Linked DNA regions of Drosophila melanogaster: region 1 is linked to region 2. Evidence: chromatin contacts called from public targeted proximity ligation data. All regions are on one chromosome and are shown on one strand. The core of a region is the stretch at or near the end of the contact, and the rest is flanking DNA. Distances in the headings are between cores, read along the strand shown. Region 1 holds the start of Ae2 (Anion exchanger 2). Region 2 holds the start of Prps (Phosphoribosyl pyrophosphate synthetase).

Region 1 (6,089 bases), core at 1,173-3,672, 67 kb before region 2:
ACACAGAAATAAAGAAAATAACCAGCCAAGTTGAGATAAACAAATTCTAGTTAACATTGTGTGTTTATCGTGTGCGGGTCGCGACTGCAGCATAGATGTTGCAAAAGGGGTGGTGGGGGAGGGGCGGTCCGGGGAAAGCCAAATTATTGAGCCATTACTCACCAGCTGAAACCCCAGAGTGGTAACAAGGGGCGGGGGAGGTGTTTTGGTTGTAGCAGCGGGGGCGTTTAGAGCAAGAGGGCGCCAAGCACAAATATCTTTCAACACAGCGACAAAATAGGAACAGCATCGAAGTTGGCTACTCATTGAGTATTCTCGACACTGTTAGAAGTCCTTATCAGCGGCATTCCACGATAACTTTGGAATATAAAAATAAATTAAGACGACCACGCTATAAATAAAACAATATAAAAAAGTTTGCATTTCTGCAAGGGAATCTTCAAATCTCTAGGAATTTTAAAAATTCTTTGAATTACTATTTACTATTACACTAGAACTTTTCACCAATAGGTATAGAACTTATGAGAATTGAGAATCTGGAGATATTTCTGATAACTATAAACATTCCTTATTATTTTGTATACATTTTATAGAACTTATTTTTCAAATACTTAAGATGGACGACTGCTACCTCCGTTTCTTCCAGTGCAGGCGGGAAAGTGCAACAGCGATTCACGTGCTGTGCAAAATGGATGGGCGTGGTGTCGGTGGGGGGGGGGGGGGGGGTTGCGTCCAACGGGGGACTTGGAGCACACTCAGTGCTGATAGCAGAAATTCCCCCAAAAGTAGAGTTTTCGTGCTTTCTGCCGCTGTTGTTTCTCTTGTTGTTTGCGGAAATTTGCATAAAAAGCAGACAAACTTAGCATAAAGCGCCGCGGGGAGCAGAAGACAAACAGTCGGTGATGGAGGAGGAGAAAGGGGCGCAGAAAGGAAAGAAAGGGGAGAAATGGTGGAACGGGGAAAAGAGAACGTAGCGCTACGTGCCCGGTACAACTGAAACTGTGTTAGCTTGTCGAACAAAACCAACCATAACAACAACAAAAAAAAAAACGGCAAAAATCAAGAACACAAAGGAAAAAATCCCACACCGCCCCTGGCCAAAGATCCAAAATAGAACCAGTTTCCAAAGTTTCGCAGTCACATGCTGCAGTTGCTCTCGGACTTGACTTGATTTATTTCCTCTGGCTGCTTAATAATTTGTCCGACAGCAATTGAGAAACCGGGCCGAAAAGTTCTTAGCCAACAGCCGGCTAGCAAACAGTAAGTATTTAAACAATATTTAGTTCCGTAATTGTTTTCGGCGCCGAGTAAATTTCGAATTTTCTTTGACACTTTTCCAACTGCGAAAAAGCCCAGTAAATGTTTATTCTTACACAGAAAAGACTCAGCTACGGTTTTGCATAATTATGTAAGGTCCTAGATATCACATTACTTTAGGCCTTTGGTTGCGCAAATTATTTTAAAAGTGATAAGTAGCCTTTTACACAACTTTGTGAATAACAAAAAAATTTTATTTTTAATAATTTTAGACGCATTTCATTAATACTCTTAGCTTTTCAAAAAAAAAAAGCCTTCAAGTGATCAAATTTTTTCTTTCGGTGTGTGGGAAATGCGACAGAAAGTCAAAATATCCACAATTCAAAGATCTTTTTCGCACAAAAATAGCCGCAGACAGAAGAGCAAAAACAACAATAAAGGCAGACCGAAGTGAATTTTATAATTGACACGTACTTGAAGTATTCTTCTACTTTTTACTATTTTTTTTTTTTTACCTTTTACTCGGCCACGGGCGCCAACAACAACAAATGCGACCACTGATGACGTCGCCGCTTGGCGAAATTCGAAAATTTTCCACTGTGCCTCACACACAGCTTGTTGATTAGCATAAAGGGTTTTTCTTTAACCTTGATCTTGCGGAGTCAACTTCCTCGTATATGTTTTTTTCTTAGTTTTTTAAATTTAGTTTTAGTTTACGCGGCGCTGACAACAAACGTATCAAACGGAGAAAGAGCGGGAGAGCGATATATTTTTGGGGGCGAGACACACACACACACACTCGCGCTGGCTGGAGAAGGAGAAAGAACGCGGGAGCGAACGCGTCGATAAAAACAACAGACGATAAAGCAGAGGGCAATGGAGAAACACAATAAAATTGGCAGGAAAGAGCAACAATAACAACGGCGCTTTTTTTTTTGTTGTTGTTGCTATTGTTGCGTGTGCGCACGTTGGTGGTGGAACCTTTTGTATATTTTGCTATACTTTTTACTCTGTATTTTCTTATATTTTCGCGTACGGTTTACCACTTTCTGTGTTTCGTCGCAAACTTGAACTTGGCGAGCTCTAAAAATATTGTCCGCCTTTTATCCGCAGTTTCTGCGTTTCCGTCCGAGCAGCAGCACGTTTCCGAACGTAATGATTTACAGTTCCTGCCGCAGCACGTTTTTAACCGAAGCGATCGACGGCGAATTTGGCGGCGAAGAGAAGAGAGTTTTGAACTGGTTTCTCTTAAATCGATTCTGAAGAGAACTAAACATTTGTCTTTAAAAGATTTGTAGCATGAAATATAAAATTTAATCGAATAGTTATATAATTTTTATAAACTGTTGTTAATCCAAGGCGATCCCGCATTAATCTAAGGTTAAGGATATTCAACATACAAAAGGTATTCGTTAAGCATCTCTATTTTATTAAATAATTTGTTTAAATATGTTGTAATTGTGACTTATTCTTTCTATGTCAGTTTCGGAATGCAATTTTCAAATGTGCTAAAAGTGTTAATTAACTGTTTGTACGCAGGCTGCACTTAACCCTTCAGAGGGACACGTTTCGGACCCCCCCGCTGGATTGCGATTGGGTTGCGTTATCTATTAATATCATTGCGTTTGATTTGTTATCTAAAAATAAATAGCACTGGCTGGAAGTGCCAATATTAGCCCAGCAATTCACGCAATGCAAATTGGCCGACTGCGACGCTCTAATTGACTGATTTGCATTTGAAATGAAAGGCGACAATCGGAATCGATCGCTTTTGGGTTTTGTTGGGAACTTGTACAATGTGACACTTGTTGAACGCCGATCGACGGGCCATAATTTTTACCAACGTCTACATGTCGAATAATTTTGATTGCGGGCTTATACTTGAAAATTTATGACGTTCAATTGTGCCAAATAATGATTAAAACCCGCCAGCATATGGGTGTTAACTTTTGGGGCGAGTTAGCAATGATAAGGGCAAATACAAAGCTTTCCAATGAGAAGAGGACTTTCCAGTGGGGCTTTTCCGATAGCTGCATACGTCAGAGAGTTCAATTAGTTGTGAAAATATTCATTTTATATTGATTGTCACAATTCACAGGCACTCGATAATTGATCCGAAATGTGGTGCGAAATTGTTGTCATTTCAACAAATTAATTATGGTCTATTTGACGGCTATTTCGATCGGCTGGCGATAGGAAAATTTATGGTCAAGCCGCAGGGCTTTGTTGAATAAGGCACTATAAATATAATGTCAAGAGTGGCCGCACTTCACCCTTTCACGCAATTCGCACGATTAAAAGTCCATTAGTTGATAAGCGAAAAAACTTACTCATACGCTAAAGAAGCGCGAAAAGCCCAGCTGGACCGTCTAAGGGTTAAGCCAAGGAGCCTAAATGGAGACTACGATAATTGCGAGCCAAAGTGGAAGCCTGAAAGTAGGCAACATTGAACGATAACAAGCGTTTTAGCCTTGCAAGCGGAAATAGGTAAACAATGAGAAAACTCACTCAAGCATTGAGTGCTTTTTCAGCGCAGGCGTCGCTGTCGTGGTGAAAAGCTCCAATTGCCTTGAGTTGTCCCAAAACTGTTGCTATCAGCTGTTGTTGTTGTTGTTGGCGCTGCTGCATTGCTGGACTTCGGACTGCATCTTCATTTTATCATTTGATTTACCTTGCAAAACTTCAACAATGCTCACTTCCGCCGCCCAAAAGCGAACTATCGGAATGTTCACCTGCAAGCTCTGCCATTTCTGTTTGTATTTGAGTTATGCCGTGGGGGATTCAGGTGGTGCAGGGGGTGGAAAAGCGGGCGGGAGCAAATGCCCAAGGGTTTATGTGAAACTATCTTTTTTCAATTTCCCCCCTCGACTACTGCCCGCTTCGCCTGCAAATACTGCCCACATAAAGCGGAAATGGAAGTTTTGTAAATGTTTTCTTTTGTATTTCTTTGCAGTTACCCATATGCCCGCTGTCGTGCACTGCGAGAAAATTAGAGAATTTCAATAGATGTATTGTAGATAAGAGGTTGTTTACGTTCTGGTATAAATCAATATGTTAATATCTAACCATAATACCTTTTAAGCTTAATAGTTTAAGTTTTTAAGTTTATTATTAAGCATACTATTATAATTATTATTATACAGGATTTTTATTGCTGTTTAAAAAGAAATTTAAAGAAATTTAAAAAGAAGTATATGGTATTAGCTTAAAACAAAGTGTACCAGTTCAACTAATGGCAAAACGCATGGAGTTAATTCTATATCTAATTATAAATTACACTTAAATCAATAATGTTCCACTAAAACTACATATATTGGCCAAATTGTTACAAATAACCCGACATTATGATATTTTCTCCGCCTGCAGTCAGCACAAACACAAACGCAACACGGCGCCTTTGAAAGATGAGCGAAAATGGATCTAGTAGTAATAGGAGAGTGTGGTGAACGGTGAATGGGGCAGTGAATGGTGGGTGGTGCCTCGTTGGGCGCGTTGGGTGGCTGTTGGTGGTTGGGCGTAGAAAGTTGACTGGAGTGATGATGGGTGGTGTGTGAAGAGCCACATGGCCAGCAACTCGTGCACTTTAGTTTTTGGCTTGCAAGTGTTGTTCCTATTTTTTTATGACACTTGACGCTCAGCCAAGCCATTCGGTGGGTGGTTCATCGGATCCAATTCTGCTTAGTGGGCGGTGGTTGGCGGAGTGGGTTGGTTGTTATGGGCTGATGCCGAACCCCTGAGCTGCTGGTTGGCAACGTTTTCCGTCATTGTTCGGTTTCCTTGTGCACCTTTTGCCTGCACGGCGGCTTCATTCGGTTTGCCTTTTCCTGCATTGATAAGAAAGTGCTTTTTAATAGCCCTACACTCGGATATTTGTACACAAAGGGAAAAGGTGTATAGAATGCGGTGTCAAAGGGCGGATTTGATTGAATTTGATTGTGCATATAAAATGGCGATGAAGTTGCATTGTTCGGTGTCTTAGCTACTCGAATTTTGTAATTAAAAAGAGCAAGGGATTTCGCTTAAAAGGGAGTTTAATTGAAACATATTTCGATGCGTCCTTATATGGCTTTATGGCTGAGATTTGAGAATTTGCTGGCACTGCAAAGTGTGCATACTACTAACTACAAGCAATTGAGACGCATAAACAATGGTCTGTGAATCACAATTTATTCACTTTGTTTTTCTCTCACCACCAGAAACTGTGGAGCTAAAAGCTGGTTGGTAAGAGAGCGAGCTTTTCTAACGATCGCAGCTTTGTAGATTTAGATTCTTGGGTGCTCGGGTCTCGAGTCTTGTGCGTAGTCCGCAGTCAGTCGCTTTCGACGCTTTTGGCTATTAATAATAAAAGCAAATATGACGCGATTCTTATGACTGGCAGTGTAGTTATGACCAGAAAATAAAAGTTAAAAACTAATCGCAAAATTCAAGGTCGCGCTGTGAAGTAATAAAGAAAACCAACAGGTGGTAGTTAACTAATACTGCCAAAGTGTCAAATCAAGTGCTACGCAAAACTACAAAGTGCTCTCGAGAATTTCAATTTAATTACGAGCTCCAAAACACATATATGTACATATGTGTACAGCGATAAGATAAGGCAAAGGTGGGTCTGCGGGTGAAAAATGGCAATTTGCATGCCGAGACAAATCTGTGGCTGAAACTAACACCCGAACTAACCCAAAAACACTCAGCGAAACTAGGGTATCGATGTGCAAAAGTACACTGAGGCAAAAAGTGCGCGAATTCAGTATTTCCATTTGAACAGTAAGCTATTTTCTTATTTATAAGATAAATTCCTAATATAAGCGCAGTAGGTCAATGCAAAGATAAGCGAT
Region 2 (6,288 bases), core at 1,378-3,877:
TTATTTAGGTTTCAATTACAAGTTACAGGTTCTTATTGCGCCTTTCAGAATTCAAGTTAACATTGTGGATTCATAGAAGTGTCACTTTCTACGAAGTGAAGTCATAAGATACGATTTTTGAAAGATGAGGTGTACTCATGTAAGAGTTGTTTATTTCTAAGCTAGCATATTGTATAGGTGCACAAAGTCTGACATGGCTATTACGTACCTTTGGTGGATTGAAGGGATATGTCTCGGGCACCTTGATCTCCAGGACGAACTTGCCGCCCTCGTAGGGCGTGTCAGGCGGACCGGCGATCTCGCCGCGCAGCTCCGTCCAACTGTCATTGACCAGTTCGATTTTGATGGAACACTGGACGATCTGTTCAGGGATTACAAGCCAAATTAACAAATCAGTGGGGCCAATGTTTACATTTCACAAAGAAAACGGAGCCCATAAGCGCGCCAAAAACGCCACCAACGTTCGCGGACACCCTCCCCCGCCCCCTGCACCACGACCAGGGGCGGTGGTGCAGCTGGCATTGCCGAGGTGCCGTTTGAGTGTCCTTCGGCCTTGGAGCTCGGGACTCACCTCCTCGCTGCGCATCACCTCCTTGAACTCCCGCTTGATCCGCGACACTGCCATGTTCGCCATGATGTTTCCTCCGTTTCTCGGACTCTCCTTTCTGCTCTCTCCCTGTTCCCTGTTCACCGTTCTCCTTTCTCCGCCGCTCCTCTTCACCACGCTCTTCTTGCTGTGTTCTGTTCTGCCTCTGTTTTTATTGTTGCCCCCCCGTGCAATTTTGGATTTTGTGAGTGTTGTGCGTTGCGTAAATTACGCCTGGCTGTTGGCCTACAAGGTTGCTCCTTTCGATCGCTTTTCGAATTGTCGAAGCAACGAGCTCGACCAGCGCACGGAAAATAAAAAACTTATTATTCCAATTTCAACACGAATCTGACTTTTTACAGCGCTCAGCACGTCTATTTTGCCAGCGCTATTTCTTTTTTGTTTTTCCGTAGTGTGACCGCCGCGGTGCATTCGGATAATTCTGAAAGCTCGCCTATCGATTGACGTATCGATAGGGCTTCGGGGAAAGAGCGCGAAAATTGCTAACGAAGTTCGAATGTTCAAATGTTTAGCATATGAATAAATAACTATTACATAGGGACGTAATGAATTGGTGCTACTTGCTGCGAGCCATATATTGCCTAGATACGCCCTTAATACTACCCAGGTACACCCACTTCACTCAACTCATAACTATTTAATCATATTAAAACCTATTAAACATTTTAAGGAGGAGTCTTCTTCTTAACATTGGTCCTCCAATTATGTCCACTGGATGACATGATGACTTTGTTTCCCTGAAGGCGACATATCAGAATCTGGGAATCTTAACCGACACATTTTCCTAACTCGTTTCGATAATACAAATGAAAAGAAACAAAAGCAAAATCTACATAAAAATAACCATATTTACAAACTACTTTCCTAATAAATTCAGCTAAGCCCCATACACGAAGTACTCATTCTTACCTCTTTGTTGATAAAATCTATTTACGTTACAATGATTGGCTGAATCAATTCCAAAGTTGGTTTTTGTACCATTGGATAAAAAAGCCGCAGCTTTTCCTTGGCACACGTCAAAGGTTATTTTCCATTGCGTCTCTGATCTTGAATACTGAATACATGGCCTTATTATATAATCGAAGTTCTTTTGACCTCAGTAATATGGTTCCATTACGCTCGCCCGCCTTGTCTGCGGTCGGAAATTTGAAACTTGTTTTGCGCCCCATAAACAAAAACAAGAAGTTTAATCTTCTAAGGCGTAGGTCTCTCTTGGCAACAGTCCAAAAATAATAGACAGCCATTAATTATGCGCCATACGATCCTGTGTTTATAATGGTTATACTTGGAAAAGGGGTACACGAAGTGTTACTTTATTCACATTGCAATTTTAAATCAATATGAGAGAACTTTACCTAAAAAATTTTTAAGTGATAAACAATTAAGTGGATTACATTTTCAGCAAACTCTTATTAATAAGTTGAATGTTAACAAAATAAAAATATGATCAAAAAAATTAGAGGGCATATTTCATACCTGAAAAATCATTAAAGTCGACATTCTCTTTTACTGCTCAAATTCACGTTTCGCACAGCTCAATGGCGATCGAGAAAAAAACGTGTCAGCAAAAGCGTGTGGGGAAGTTTTGAGAGCCAACGCAACAACAGTTTTCGGATAAGAAATATACCCAATAGACATTCGGAGACTAATTAAAACGGAAGAGCTTCTTGCTTCTCCAACTCTTTGGACACACGTGTTTGTGCTCCCCTTTTGTGGCGCTCTTTCGCCACAAAACAAAACGAGTGACCGACACAAACAAATATGCCGGTTCTCTTTTACTCTCCCCGATATTCCCTTTCGAAGCATATGTATTATGACTGTGTGAAGAGGGATGCGTTTCCTACCCCATAAAATAACCAGATAACCAAAAGATACATTTATTGTCTTGTAACGTAAGGGTATCCATGCTTCAGCTTGATTAAATCAACTCTCCTCTGCGTTATCTCTTGCTCTCTCGCACCAAACAACTCCATAAACAGAAACTCAACTTCCCTCGCTTAAATTCAATTCAAAAGCGTTCTGATTCATTCAGCTTTTGCATTTTCTGAGCAGCGGCTGCATCCAAGTGAAATCACAAAGTACAAGTTTTTTTCGACCAACTTGTACAAACCGCATCGTTCAGTGATTAATAGTTTGTAGTTTAAAAGTAATTGCGACACTTTGCTACCTCACATGTTTCAAGTAAGTCCAGTATGGTGTACTACTCGATTTTGAAGTGTGCGTGCCTTTGTTTTCGCCTCGACTCAAAACATGCGTCGCATTCGGCACGTGGTTTTTGCCCCACCAACCCGCTATCCACGGCTCCATTATTCCTGTACTTGCAATGCCATTTGCGTCAGTTTTTAGGGATAAAACACGGAGAAGAGTACGTCAGCATTTGGCATTAGTTCATTTATATTTAGCCATGGGCACGAAAATAACAATTTAACAAATCGCAGTGTTTTTCTGCCGCGTTCGTTTGTTCAGCATCCCAGGTACAGTTGCACAAACAACAAGAAAACATCTCGGGGGCAACAAAAGCAAAGACGAGCCCCCGTGAAATGAAAAAGCAAGAACTGTACCTCGGATTTGAGATCTAGAAAACAAAACATTTCTGCTGGTATGTACAAAGTACATAGCAGAGATATTTGCAGAGCAACAATTATCCAGAACCAATTGAAAGCGGCATACAGCACAGATACACAGACAAAAAATAAATTTCTAAGTATGTGCACAAAAAGAGCCGCATGCATATAGGTTTTAAAAGTGGGAAACGCAGCATTAAATGTTTATTATTGTCTCAGATATTTAGGGTTTTTTTATGTTATTATGAATAGGAAAATATATTGACAGTCTTATGGGGCCTTGGAAATTTATTACCCATTGAAATATATATGAAACAATTTTATTGCATATCTGTGTGTTATTAAGAAATTACTGAGTTGTGCAGATGTAATGAAACTAAGCCGCAATTTTGTCTTACTTTAGAAATGAGGTCTGTGATTATTTTATAAAAAAAATTAATACTTATTATTGAAATTTTCGCTCTGTGTGACGTTTTACATATCTAAAATTGCAACATGACGTATTAAAAATTCTATGGAAATTACCTATCGAAAACAGCTGATTCCGAAAAAGAGAGGAAAAGTGCGTCCCGAAAGCTTTTCCTTGTGGCATCAACTTAACTGCGCATCATCCCATCCTTGGCGCTCTCTTGCGCTCTCTCGTAAAATATGGGTGTGTGTGTGTGTGGGCAGCCGGTGCGTATGTGTAATAGAAGCATACGCCATGTTGTACGGCGCTCAGTTCCATTCGCTCGCTCAATTTCGCCAGATGCGGCGCTCTGCGGCTGCTAATCCCAATCTCCCATTGTCGCTGAAACAGTGCACTTTTCACCTTACCTGGCGCAGAACAGCTGAGTGCGTCTTGTTATTAAACGGGTTGTTCAATCAAATAGTCGGCGCTTACCTGTCGCAGAACCTTCATCTCGGGATTTGTTTTGTGAATAATGCCCGATAAGAAATGCACGGAGAACGAGCAGAATGGTGCGTAGATTATATCCTAGAATTCACATTCCTTTCATTTCTGTCCGCGTGTGTGTGTGTGGTGCTAGGTTTTCATGGCCAACTGAGGGACATCCGTGGAACAGCTGTTTACCTCAGCCTTAAAAGCTTTTTTTTTGGCGCGCGCCTGTTGGCATGCCAGCATATTTTATATGTTAAAAGAAAACTCATAGATTTTACGGGTGTGACAACAAGCTGTTTATCTATCGAATATAATCAGTGTCAATTTGCAATTTATATTTATTCTTTTTCATGTTCATATGTAAATTTAATAGCAAACCGAGCCAAAATATTATAAATATAAAATTATTTGCAATGAAATAGGTAAATCCTTGCTTTTTGAAAGGCTAATATTGTAATAGTGCAATCCCATTAACTTGTTTAGATTTATACTGAGAAACACACTAGGAAATTCGAATTGATTAATGAAAATATTTAAAATTATAAAAACCTATCGCACCGCTTTAGTAGTCCGGAATCGAAATCGATAGCTTTCCAGTTCCCTGGAGAACGCGTAGAAAAATCACATGGTCTGGATGGGAATGGGGGATAATTGGGGTGGCTTTACAGAAAGAGCGAGCGAAAGAGAGCGCAGTGCGCAGCAAAAAGCTTCGTTGCTCTCTTTTACGCTCTTGCTTTCTCACCGATAAGGCGACGACGTCGACGTCGCTGCCCGCGTTTTGGCGAAAAAAATTTATAATAAAAACTTCTACTCATAGATTGTGTGATGCCAGTTCGCTCTGCTAATCCGATACGCGCTAGAAGTTTGATCCGAGACAATTTGGAGAAACAGGCTGGTTGTCTAAATTTAATCCACTCCAGAATGCCGAACATCAAAGTGTTTTCGGGCACCTCGCATCCGGATTTGGCCCAGCGGATAGTCGATCGCCTGGGAATCGATCTCGGCAAGGTGGTTACGAAGAAGTTCAGCAACTTGGAGACCTGGTGAGTAGTCCTGCAGGAGAATTTCCTTCGCAAATTGCGTGTGTGACCACCAACAAGTGTTTAACGACAACGGACAAATGTGTTTTTAAAGTGCGCTAATTGAGTTTGACGAAAAAGTGTTTGGTCTGCAAACACATGTGCTCAAAAGGTCCTTGACATTCGCTGAAGGTTGCTGGCGTTTCGCTGCCACAATCAACAATGGGAATCTATGGGAATTTGTGATTACCTAAAACTGAATGATTTTTCCTGAATTTTTGTGGCCTGCCTTTGGCTTGATTTCTTTTTATTTTTATTGATTTAACAAGTGGACTGTACACCGTCTTTGTCGCTATAGCCGTGCGTCTGTGTGTTTGTGTGTGTTTAGTGGCGTTGTGCTGGTATGAGTGAGAGTAACACACACACCAACATACACGTGAAGCTTGGCCAATGTCGCGTGCAATTTTCACAAAATTTAAATTAAATTTTTTTAAATCTTCCTAGACAAGAAATGCAAAGAAACCGAAAATGATTTTTATTATATATTTTTAATTAAATTAGCAGCTGTGTGTGCGTGTGTGTGTATGTCTAAACTTGCGGCTTGCACGCTTTTTGCTTCCCTCTCTCTCGCACGCACTCACACAGGCGCAAAACCAGCCAGTCAGCTGCTGATGCAACAACAACAATAAATAACAAATAAAGGCGCCCATAGTTTTTACCCCACCCACTAGCAAGCACCCTTTTCAGTTTATTTGGTGTCAACTTTCCATCGGTTTTTTCCAATTTTAATAAAATTAAACAAAAGCCCCATAAGCAAACAATTAGAGGAGGTGAAAAGGTGAAAGAAACAAACGAGGCAAACGGAAGAAAACCGAAACGAAAATAGAGGTTATAATACGCGCTAAGCTTTCTGACATGATACGCGCTCCGTCGGTGTGCGTGTGTTTTTGTTATGCTCGCACTCACTCGCACGCACACCAAGGTACGCGGCAGCGGAAAGAACTAAAGGCGGAGCAGAGTCGAGGCTAGGATGCCCTGTTCCAGGTGTTATGCTGTACAAGGTAATAGGAGTCGTGTCAACTTACAATTGTTTACAGTCTGATTTCTTATAGCTTGATATTTTATGATCCTAAGAACCAATTGAAGAAAGTACGACGTTCGACGAATAAATCGTAATAAATATTTTGTGAAAAAAGTTTCTTGGTTATAGAGTTAGAC

What was found.
Region 1: a targeted proximity ligation map of the Kc167 cell line shows a contact between it and region 2, with 3 times the contacts expected there. A contact is called at or near these places in 13 of 107 Hi-C or Micro-C datasets (the Clone 8 cell line, the Kc167 cell line, the OSC cell line and 4 more) and 1 of 7 datasets of targeted methods (the Kc167 cell line).

What each region holds. Positions count from the first base shown.
Region 1 is chr3L:9,759,877-9,765,965 of dm6, reverse strand. Ae2 (Anion exchanger 2) reads right to left here and starts at 2,422. Exons shown (of 13, transcript NM_206312.3): 1 at 2,267-2,422. CG42268 reads left to right here and starts at 5,571. Exons shown (of 12, transcript NM_168368.2): 1 at 5,571-6,018. It overlaps lncRNA:CR45407 (long non-coding RNA:CR45407), which reads right to left and starts at 5,066. Exons shown (of 1, transcript NR_124840.1): 1 at 4,612-5,066.
Region 2 is chr3L:9,693,039-9,699,326 of dm6, reverse strand. Prps (Phosphoribosyl pyrophosphate synthetase) reads left to right here and starts at 2,627. Exons shown (of 7, transcript NM_140088.3): 1 at 2,627-2,788; 2 at 4,869-5,094. The coding sequence starts at 4,877. Ubc4 (Ubiquitin conjugating enzyme 4) reads right to left here and starts at 991. Exons shown (of 3, transcript NM_001300085.1): 1 at 572-991; 2 at 209-361. The coding sequence starts at 634. It also overlaps asRNA:CR45804 and asRNA:CR45121.